2 separate regions of the Mus musculus genome follow, and region 1 is linked to region 2. A link is a contact called in public HiChIP or PLAC-seq data. All regions are on one chromosome and are shown on one strand. Each heading gives the region's core, a stretch centred on a gene start, on an enhancer-like site or on the middle of the called end of the contact. The rest is flanking DNA. Distances are from core to core; before and after follow the strand shown. Region 1 holds the start of Slc50a1 (solute carrier family 50 (sugar transporter), member 1). Region 2 overlaps Dcst2 (DC-STAMP domain containing 2).

Region 1 (5,397 bases), core at 1,512-4,011, 110 kb after region 2:
CCCTGCCTCAAATAAATAAATAAAAATTAAGCAGGGCAGCCGGGTGGTGGTGGCGGCACACGCCTTTAATCCCAGCACTTGGGAGGCAAAGGCAGGCAGATTTCTGAGTCTGAGGCCAGCCTGGTCTACAGAGTGAGTTCCAGGACAGCCAGGGCTACACAGAGAAACCCTGTCTCAGAAAAACAAACAAACAAAACACAACAACAACAACAACAAAAACCCAAAAAACAGGGCATCGAGTCAGACAATTTTGAGCTCCTATCTTAGCAAAGGCTCTTTCCTTACCATCCTATGGATTTATTTTACAGCCAAACCTATCTACCATCAGGAATCCCAGTGCTTGAAGCTGAAGGTGACTGTCAATGGCAAAATCAGTGAGTGTCAGGCCCTGTGGACCACTTCCTTCCATCTGTGCTGGGCGTGGTCTAGTGGTCTGGGATGGGGATGGAAGTTGCCTCTCTGTCTCCTGGTGCAAAAAGCCTGATCTACTTCCATTCTTATTTTTCAGCTCATAATCCCCAGGCCCATGTCAACCCACAGGAGAAGAGACTCCAAGCAGGTAGGTAGTAGCCTGAGACAGTTTGGTCTGGGTCACAGGAAGGGGTTTGCTTAAAGAGACTGAGGAGTAAGGTGGCTCCCTAGCCACATACGGGCTGGCTAAATCCTGTGTGGCTGGAAGCCGATGCAAACACTTACCATGTCTGTCTTTGCCTTCTCACCTTGCAGATGACCCGGAAGTACAGGTTTTGCACAGCATTGGTTACAGTGCCGCCCCCCGCCTCTTCCCACTGGTCTGGGCAGTATTGCTCCTACCACTGCTGCTGCTGCAATCTCAGTGAGGGTGTACGCTTGCCCTGGCTTATGGATTGGAATGGGACTAAGGGGCAGCCCCAGCCCTGGGAACCTCTCCCACTACACCCACAAGACGCCACCATGAAGCCTCAAAAGGTTCAGTATTAAGGGTTTTAACCGAAAAGAGTTTAACCAGCCCAACTGTGCCATCCCTGCCTCCACTTCAGAGGGATGGAGAAAGAAGTGGAGAAGGTCCTTAACCTGCAGTTTCTGCCTTTAAGCCAAAGAAACAAGCTGTGCGGACCTGGCCCATTAAGAGGCCTCAGTGGGAGAAGGGCTAAAAAGAGCCTGAGGTCATGCGGTTGGACACTGAACTTGGTAAAGACGTCCTTCCCCAAGGAAGCCATAATGTGCAGATGAACTGACCGAAGGAAAAGCTTGAGACAGCTTCCTGCGGGGGAGCCAGGTACAGAAGAGGCAGCTTGGGCTGACCCAGCATCTCTGCAAGATTTCCACCTGCTGGGCTGCCAGAGAGGTTTGTAGCCCGGCCCTGACTGCATCCTCCCCATCCCTGGGGCAACATTCCCTGGAGCTGTGCCAACAGGAGGACTGAAGCAGCCTGGTTTTAGAGTGTAGCTGTAAGGGCAGTGCCCGTGTGTACAGTCTGTGGAGTTTAGCTTAACGGGCAGGGCCCACATGTACAGTGTCTGTATATAAATGTGCTGTATCTGTTCATTTCTATGACTGCAGGGTTTTTTTATACAGTGTTTTTGGATTCATAATAAATTGATGGTTTTTTATGGACATGCTTTTCTGCCCCACCATGTTGATTTGTGACCAGTGTCCCCATTGTGTGTTAGGCTCTGTGCTAAACAGAAGCAATGGGGGGGGGGTGTGGGGGGGGGCAGGTATAATGCAGAGCTCCTTTTGCGGCTGAGGTGGGAAGGTTAAAAACTTGAGACTGCATGAGTAACTCAGACCTTGCCTCAAACTCAAAAATAAAAGGCTGGAAATGTACCCCAAGAAGTAGAGGGTTACCTAACGTGTGTCAGCCCTGAGTTCAGTCCTCAGGAGCACAAAACATAAGTAGCCAGGCATGGTGGCTCCTGCCTGTGACCCCAGCACTCAGAAGGTTGAAGCAATGTTGCCAAAATTCCAATGCCAGCCTGGGCTACAGTGTGAGACTTTGTCTCACCAAAACAAAACAAAAAAAGTAAATAAAAGACAAAATAAATAAATGGCTAGGATCAGTCTTACCAGGCTAAAGGAGTTTACTCCTGAGGGTTCTGCACAACTCCCTGCAAGAGTGGGCTATAGATTCCTCTCCGCACCCACTCTTTGTTCTTCCTGTCCAACTTCACCAGCCTCGAGCGCTGGGCTTTGGCACACCATGCAGGTACTCATGCTGTCTGGGTGAGTCAGGGAGCTGGATGCCAGCTGAAGCATGTGCGCTGCCCCACCAGCAGAGCCGCCTGGGAGGCTGGGAGGGAAAGTTCCCAGCAGCAAGTATGTTGGAACAGGGGGCCAGGGGTAGGCTTGTCCTTGGATAGGGCAGGTCGTGTAAGAGAGGACATCTGAAAGAGGATGGCAATTCCTGCTTTTGGGGGACAGACTGGAAAGAGGTTTCAATAACCTCCAGGAAAACCCTCCCAAAGCTGGGTAACCAAGGTTCTGATATGAATTGGGGGCGCGTTGAAGACCTGTGAGACTAAATTTGAGGTTTGTGGTCCAGCACACAAAAGCATACAAGAACCCAGAAGTTGAGGCTAGTGGTCTCGATGATGCAAGGGGTGCGCAGTGTGAGGAGGGGTCGGATCGGGGACAAATGCAGGGGCACTACTAAAACCACTAAACGCAATCTGAACAGCACGATCAGGACCCAGGCCCGCACATTACAGCAAACCACCCGGCCAGCACGCGGCGCTGGTTTGGCTGGGTCCCCAGTTCCGGTGAAGTTCGGGCGAGGGCGGGTTCCGGCGCGGTTCCACGGGGAAGGGCGGAGCTTCGCCTTCCGCAGCTCCGGGTCTGAGCTACTGGAACTCCGCGCTGGGCTAGGGAACCGGCTCCGGTGGGATGGAGGCGGGCGGCGTGGCAGACTCTTTCCTTTCTAGTGCCTGCGTGCTCTTCACCCTGGGCATGTTCTCCACTGGCCTGTGAGAGTGTGGATGGACTGGGCTGGGGCAGGAAGTCAAGAAATGAAAGCGGGCAAGAGACGTGGCTGCAATATCTTGCTGCTTTTGGAACCCAGAATAATAGTGGAATAGGATTGGATGATTTGAGGTCCAAGGCGAGGCTGCCTCTTGGCCTGAGGGGGGAGATCTGCTTGTCGTTCAGGATGATTGGTAAACACCGAGAAATCTTTTACCCACTCCTAACAATTTCCTTTGGATCCCTTCCAGCTCGGACCTCAGGCATATGCAGAGGACACGGAGCGTGGACAACATCCAGTTCCTGCCTTTTCTCACCACGGATGTCAAGTGAGAGTGTTGTTGGCTGTGATGGGAAAGGCTGAGGGAGGTGCAAGAGATCCCTGGAGACCTGCTGCAACCCCAGCAGCCCCTTGGACCTTAATCCTCCTTCCCTCACAGCAACCTGAGCTGGCTGAGTTACGGAGTCTTGAAGGGAGATGGGACCCTTATCATCGTCAATAGCGTGGGGGCCGTGCTTCAGACTCTTTATATCCTGGCATATCTGCACTACAGTCCTCAGAAGGTAGAGGCCCTCCCTTGCACTCACCTCCACCCCACACCTGGCCATGTTGGCAGAGCATATAGTTCTATTTCCTGGAAGATTAGTGGGATGGCATTAATTCCCTTTCCTAGAAGGCCCTTCTGGTTCTCCTGCCCATGAAGTCAACCCTTTAAAATGCACACAGAGCCACCCACCCTCCCCTTGTTCGAAATGCTGGTGGCTTACCCAACCCCGTGGTGTCAAGATATCCTGTGCTCCCCCAACAGGCTGGGGGAAGAGGGCTATACTGTCTGATAGTTCCTTTAGGGTTAGGACCAGGGCCAATGGCTAAGAATGGCCATTCGCTCTGCTTCCCCACTCAGTCACACTAACATTTATTGGTCTCTTATTGTACATGTATGTGAAGCTCACATGAAAAGGGGAGGGATCTAAAAATGGCTCTCCCCTTCCCTGGGGATCTCCAGTGTTGTGTGGCTGAGATTTCTCTCAAATAACTGAGTGGTGAGAGGCTGACGTGAAGGCCGGGATAAAAGTTGATTTCCCCATTAGAGCATGGCAGAAGACAGGAGGAGGCAATTCCAGCAGAGAGATGAGTGTTCTGGGTACAGATGCATGTAAGACGCCTCTCCCCTGCAGCATGGTGTGCTCCTGCAGACGGCAACCCTGCTGGCTGTCCTTCTCCTGGGTTATGGCTACTTTTGGCTTCTGGTGCCGGACCTTGAGGCCCGGCTTCAGCAGCTAGGCCTCTTCTGTAGCGTCTTTACCATCAGCATGTACCTCTCCCCACTGGCTGATTTGGTGAGTAGGGGTGGCCAAGAGGTAGGGGAGATGCGGAGAAGGGCTAGGCTCCCTGAGCCAGGGACTGGCTAATACTGGGGCGGGGGCGGGGCCCAGCTCTTGGAAGAAGTCAAGGTAGCAGAGGTGAGTGGGATGCAGGAAAAGGGCTGAATGAAAGACGCACCACAGGGATTGTGGTCTTTTTTCCGCGAGGAAATTCTCTGGCGAGGACTCAGGAATGGTTCTATGAACCTGAACCAGGCACATTTTTGCCGTAGGCCAAGATCGTTCAGACTAAATCAACCCAGCGCCTCTCCTTCTCCCTGACCATTGCCACGCTCTTTTGCTCCGCCTCTTGGTCTATTTACGGGTTTCGCCTCCGAGACCCATACATCACGGTAAGCAGACTCTAGATTGGGACGTTGGGTCTACAAAGCAGAGTCTGGTCTTTCTAGCAGCTTTTTGATTGCAGGTGCCCAACCTTCCAGGAATCCTCACCAGCTTAATCCGCCTCGGGCTTTTCTGCAAGTACCCTCCAGAGCAAGACAGGAAGTACCGCCTCCTGCAGACCTGACCCCAGGCACCCGAGTGCCAACTGGATACCAAACAGAGCTCCTGTTTCTGCTGGTCCTTGTGACCAGTTCCATGGATGCAATAGGTTGTGAGAAAAAGATGACTTTGAAACTAAAGGGACCAAAGATCTTTCCTTAGATCAGATAGGACCTGTGGGATGAAATCACATTTTTACAGGAGATCATCTTTTCTCATTTCGGAGGCTGAGGTGGTATTAGAATGTGCCTTAAAATAAACTGTTCCCCACCCCTGCCTGCAGAGTGATGTGTTCTTCGCCATTCCCAACCTGCCTGACTTGACAGACAGAGGGCCTACTGCCTGGGGGGCCTGTAGGATTGGCTCAGAAAAGGGATTTGAAAGAACTAGAAGTTAGGACTGGAGAGATGGCTCAGTGGTTAAGAGCACTGACTGCTCTTCCCAAGGTCCTGAGTTCAATTCCCAGCAACCACATGGTGGCTCACAACCATCTGTAATGGGATCTAATGCCCTCTTCTGGTGTGTCTGAAGATAGCTACAGTGTACTCACACACATAACATAAATATTTTTTGTTGTTTTTTTGTTTT
Region 2 (4,675 bases), core at 379-2,878:
AGTTCCCAAGAAGATTGAACTGGAAGCAGAGGAGCTCATAGTGCCAGGGCCCATTGAGCTAAGGGCTAATCAAAAAGGGTCTCCTGGGGCAGCAATGGGGAAACCGCAGTGAGGAACAAGGGTGGGTCAAGGCCCGGGGGCGTGGCTAAAATGCCCTGGGGATCCTATCCTGAATCCTGAGTGTCTGCCCTTTCCCCTGCTCGTACTAGGAATGACAAGCTGAAGATCCACATGCGGAAGCACACAGGAGAACGCCCCTACTCGTGCCCCCACTGCCCAGCCCGCTTCCTGCATAGCTACGACCTCAAGAACCACATGCACCTGCACACCGGGGACCGGCCCTATGAGTGCCACCTGTGCCACAAGGCCTTCGCCAAGGAGGACCACCTGCAGCGCCATCTCAAGGGTCAGAACTGCCTGGAGGTGCGCACCCGAAGGCGCCGCAAGGATGACGTGGCAGCCCCTCACTACCCACCGCCCTCGACCACCACCTCATCCCCTGCTGGCCTCGACCTTTCCAATGGCCACCTGGACACCTTCCACCTCTCTCTGGCTCGATTCTGGGAGCAGTCGGCCACCACGGGACCCCCAGTCACTACACAAGGGCCCCCTGAGGAGGAGGAAGAGGAAGGGACACCCACCACACCACAGGCCGAAGGTGCCATGGAGTCCTCTTAAAAGAGGGATGAATGGGCAGGCTGGAACAGCCTGGGACACCACGCCAAGCAACGGGGAGCACATAAAACAAGTGGTATCGGGGTCGGGGGTGCTGAACCTTGTTGGTATCAGAATCGAACGCCTCTTCCCCCCAGAGCCTTCATTCCAATTACAAGCTGAGGTTTTGGGGCACAAGCTCTCTAGATTGGGGTGATCACCCAAGGAGTTAAACATGAAATATATGTCTGTTTGTCTGTCTGTGTGTGTATATATATATGTGTGTGTGTGTGCACGCGCGTGTGTGTGTTACACACACTCTCTGCACACACACACATATATATACACACACAATAAAGGTGGGTCCCTGTCCCCAGCCACTACTGGGGAATTGAAGCAATAATCTATCTCTGATTTGTGGGGTCCCACTTCGGCTATGCGGGTTTCTAGGAGGCTGGGGCTTAGGACCAAATCCTTGCTCTACTCCCATGCCCCCTGGGTTTTGGCTGTGAAGGGGTGGACTGCCCCTCCCTTCCGAGACCCCTCCTTCCTGGTTTCTGTTCCTTTTTCCTGGCCGTAAATTATGCAAAGGGGGGTGGCAAAGGAAGGGTAAGAGGGGGGAAACAAGGTAGAGGCTTGAAAGACTGGGGTGGCGGCGGTGGGGACTGGGCCTGTAAGGACGGAGCCATCCCAGTCCCCCTCCACCCAGTTCCAACGCTGAGTCATGGGGTCCTGGAGAAGAGGAGGGCAGGGTGGCCTGATTGGCTCGCCCGCCCCTGGGGGTAGCAGAAGGTCTCCGCCCAGCTAAGGGAGCTCTCCACCTCTTCCCTCCCGCGTCCCGGGGCAGGGAATGTCTTGTTCCTGGCGCTCCCTCCCTGGGGCCAGAGGGCAGGGCGGGCCGGGCGTCTTACCCTCTTCTCCTCCCTACCTCCCCGCCCAGGTGCAAGCGGGAGCCGCCTCTGCTGCTTGCTGCCCCTGACTCACGCCGCCCCCGGGCTGGCGGGCGCTGGGTGTGGGATGGGGTGAGGGGTTGAGGTAGCCTTGTAGGGAGCGGACAAGCTAGCGCCATCTGGTGGCCATGCCCTGTAAGGGCGAGCGCTACCCCCCAACCCCACCCCCCAGCGACCACTTTTCATGAGCTAGGGTCACACCCAGCCATCTAGGCCTGTGAACGGGTGCCCCCTTGCCAACATGGTGGCTAGGCAAGGCAACTCACTTGCCCCTGGGAAAAGTGAGCTGCGGAGCAGACCCAGAGGTAAGGGAACCTTTCCTCAGACCTTGCCTGGCACTCTTAGGACTGAGTCCACCCCCGTTCTGTACATAGCCTCTTCTGATGGTCTTGTTGAAATCCAATTTCACATTTTTAACTATCAGTTTTCCTGGGGTGGGGAAGAGTCTTCACCCCACCCCTTCCTCGCTGGGTGCTGGACCCCCATTGCGGCCTGGGCTCTGCCTTGCACTATTTACCCCTTTGGCCTAGTGGCCCTTCCCCCTCCTGGAAAGGGGCAGGTTCAGGGGCCCGGTGCTCTCCTCTCCCCATGCACCTCCATGCCCATTTGCACAGCTGCCCAGGTACCCCCAACAGTGGGGAAGGGCCACACAGGGAGGGGTGGCGGGACCAGTCCCTGTATCTATTTAAAAAGTGATGATGTAATATATTAGGAGGGAGGTCAGGTACCCTGGGCCTCATCTTAGCATTTCAGGTGATAGGGGAGCCCAGGGCTGGAGAAACCTGGGGCTTAGTCCCAGAGAGTGGAGACAGTGGCCTCCACTCTCTCTCCTTGTGGCTTCCCCACTCAGTGCCTTAGTGGGGGAACGCATTCCCCTCCCCCATTCCCTTCATCTACCCCTGCCCCTGCCTCGGGTGTAAGTGACAGGAAGAAATAATAATAATTTAAGATTCATATTTGTGTCCACTTTTGGTTCCTTTATTGGGGGAGGGGGGCGGCAGTGGGAGGGGTCGGGAGGGTCTGAGGCTGGGGAGGGGTCTTGTTTGGGGACAGGGATTTCCGAAGTGGTGCCTGGGGTTCTGGGAGAAAGGGGAGGCCCACAAAGCCAGATGAGCTTCTGGGAGATGCTGTGGACGCTTCCTCTGAAGTCACTGCTTTCTGTCCTGGTTCCTGGGAGGAGAGGAAGGACCAGTAAACTCAAAGTCACTGGTGGGTAACCTCTGCCACCGTCCCAGCTCGGGCCCTAACTGCCGCCCTTCTGGCATCCATCCCAGTTCTTCCTTTCCTCTCTTCTTTGTTTTTATAACTCTGTCTCTGTTTTGTTGAGACGGGGTTTCTCTGTGTAGCCCTGTCCCTGTAGACCAGACTGGTCTCAAACTCACAGATCCGCCTGCCTCTGCCTCCCAAGTGCTGGGATTAAAGGCGTGCACTACCACCTAGTGCTCTGAGGACCTGGCAACTGGAATACCTCTCTCCAACCCAGCCAGGGTATCAGCAAATTGCCCCGACTGCTCAAAGGCGATTGTCTCTGTTCCCGAAATTACTCATCCGTTCTTCTCTCCTACCGACCCAGAAAAAGACTTCAACTCTCAAACTCGTGGCTACCATATTTACAAGAGGAAAACAATGGGATCAGCCTTCCAAAAGCTGAGAGAGGACAGTCACTATACATTTCAAACCAACCTGGCCTACAATATTGAGGCCCTGTCACCAAAGGCAAAAAAAAAAAAAAAAACCTCCTCTGACTAAGAACAAAGGCTTCACTATCACCTGCCCCTTAACTCTACCTGGAAGTCCCTCAGCCTCCCAGGGCCAGTTTCTTTGCACTCTTCCTCACAGCAGACATTTCATTCTCTACCACCCACTCTGAAAACTATGTCACTCCCAGACACCTCTCGGGTCTCAGCAGGTGTCCTTGCCTCCTACTCCCTAGAGAAATTGAGGCTGGAGCAGTCTGCAGTCTGTTTAGAAGGGTCTCCACTCTTCAGTCTCAGAGCAGCCCCTCTGGCTACCTCATGCACCATTGCCTGGCCCAGCTCTTCCTCTGGTACCTTAGTCCAGGGCTGGAGGTTGAGCTTGTGCTCTCACAAGCACTCTGCTACTACACTGCATTCATAGACTTCAATGCTCTTTTCCATCTCCTAAATGTACTGGGATGCAGAAACACCTGTTGGTGCCGTGTACCTTGTATGTGAAGCCAATTCTTTATCATCAGGCTTCCTTTTTTTAGAGCCAAGCATGGTAGCACATCATAACTTTCATTCTATGGAGACTGAGGTAGAAGGGTTACAAGTTCAAGGCCAGCATGGACCACATAGTATGAATAGGGAGGCTGTGCGGTGGTGGCACACACCTTTAATCCCAGCACTTGGGAGGCAGAGGCAGAAGGATTTCTGAGTTCGAGGCCAGCCTGGTCTACAGAGTGAGTTCCAGGACAGCCAGGGCTATACAGAGAAACCCTGTCTCAAAAAACAAACAAAACAAAACAAAAAGAATAGGGAGCCAAAAGCAGGCAGATCTCTATGAATTCAAGGCCATCCTGGTATATATAACTATGTTGGGCCAGCCAGAGGCTATATAGTAAAACCCTGCCTCAATAAATAAAGTAATTAAGCCCTCTTTTTAATTGCAAATGTTATATTAAAGGAATCCTAAATCATCTTCCTCTTTAGAAGCCACATTCTCTATTTCTGAGTCTTTGTCAGGTGCTTTGTGATCTAGTTTTAGCCATCCTGAAACCATGAAAAATGTTCCCACAAGCCATACATACCAGTTGTCTGGTCCCCCGGCTCTGGATGGATTGTTGGTCCCAGCTTGCTCATGGTTTGCCTTTCATGGGCTAAGCTCTCCTGCTCTCTTGAGCCTCTTGCCTCAGGTTCTGCCCCTGTCCCCCTCTTTCCGCCTCCTTAGCCTATTCCAGTAGCTCCCAGTAATAGATTCAATTTCCCATTTCTCCTTACTTTAAGGCTTTTAATTGTATGTGGATGTCTATGTCAGTATCTGCCACACGTGTGGGTGCTTGTTCAGAAGTCACACAAGATCCCGCCTGCAGCTCATGAGTCCCTCACCCC

What was found. HiChIP or PLAC-seq counts read pairs in DNA pulled down with a chosen protein or histone mark.
Region 1: an HNF4G HiChIP or PLAC-seq map of pancreatic cancer cells shows a contact between it and region 2. The contact joins the promoter of Slc50a1 here to the enhancer-like site in region 2. A contact is called at or near these places in 3 of 39 promoter capture datasets (embryonic stem cells, liver and macrophages), 5 of 115 datasets of contacts at active chromatin or transcription factors (embryonic stem cells, microglia and pancreatic cancer cells) and 3 of 9 other capture datasets (adipose tissue, liver and pancreatic islet).

The regions. Positions count from the first base shown.
Region 1 is chr3:89,267,934-89,273,330 of GRCm38.p6, reverse strand. It overlaps Slc50a1 (solute carrier family 50 (sugar transporter), member 1), which reads left to right and starts at 2,761. Exons shown (of 6, transcript NM_009057.3): 1 at 2,761-2,945; 2 at 3,192-3,269; 3 at 3,381-3,504; 4 at 4,120-4,281; 5 at 4,539-4,658; 6 at 4,733-5,085. The coding sequence starts at 2,866. The coding sequence ends at 4,834. It overlaps Efna1 (ephrin A1), which reads left to right. Exons shown (of 5, transcript NM_010107.4): 3 at 309-374; 4 at 509-559; 5 at 727-1,601. The coding sequence ends at 839.
Region 2 is chr3:89,375,529-89,380,203 of GRCm38.p6, reverse strand. It overlaps Dcst2 (DC-STAMP domain containing 2), which reads right to left. Exons shown (of 15, transcript NM_001370853.1): 15 at 2,561-2,774. The coding sequence ends at 2,753. It overlaps Zbtb7b (zinc finger and BTB domain containing 7B), which reads left to right. Exons shown (of 3, transcript NM_009565.5): 3 at 210-2,560. The coding sequence ends at 678. Among named protein-coding and RNA genes, the nearest start is that of Dcst2, 13 kb to the right of the region's middle. Within about 2 kb of position 1,628, at least 281 of the 459 cell types and tissues checked have an H3K27ac peak or open chromatin away from gene starts, as enhancers often do. A contact at or near this core is called in adipose tissue, embryonic stem cells, liver and 2 more, where this site is marked.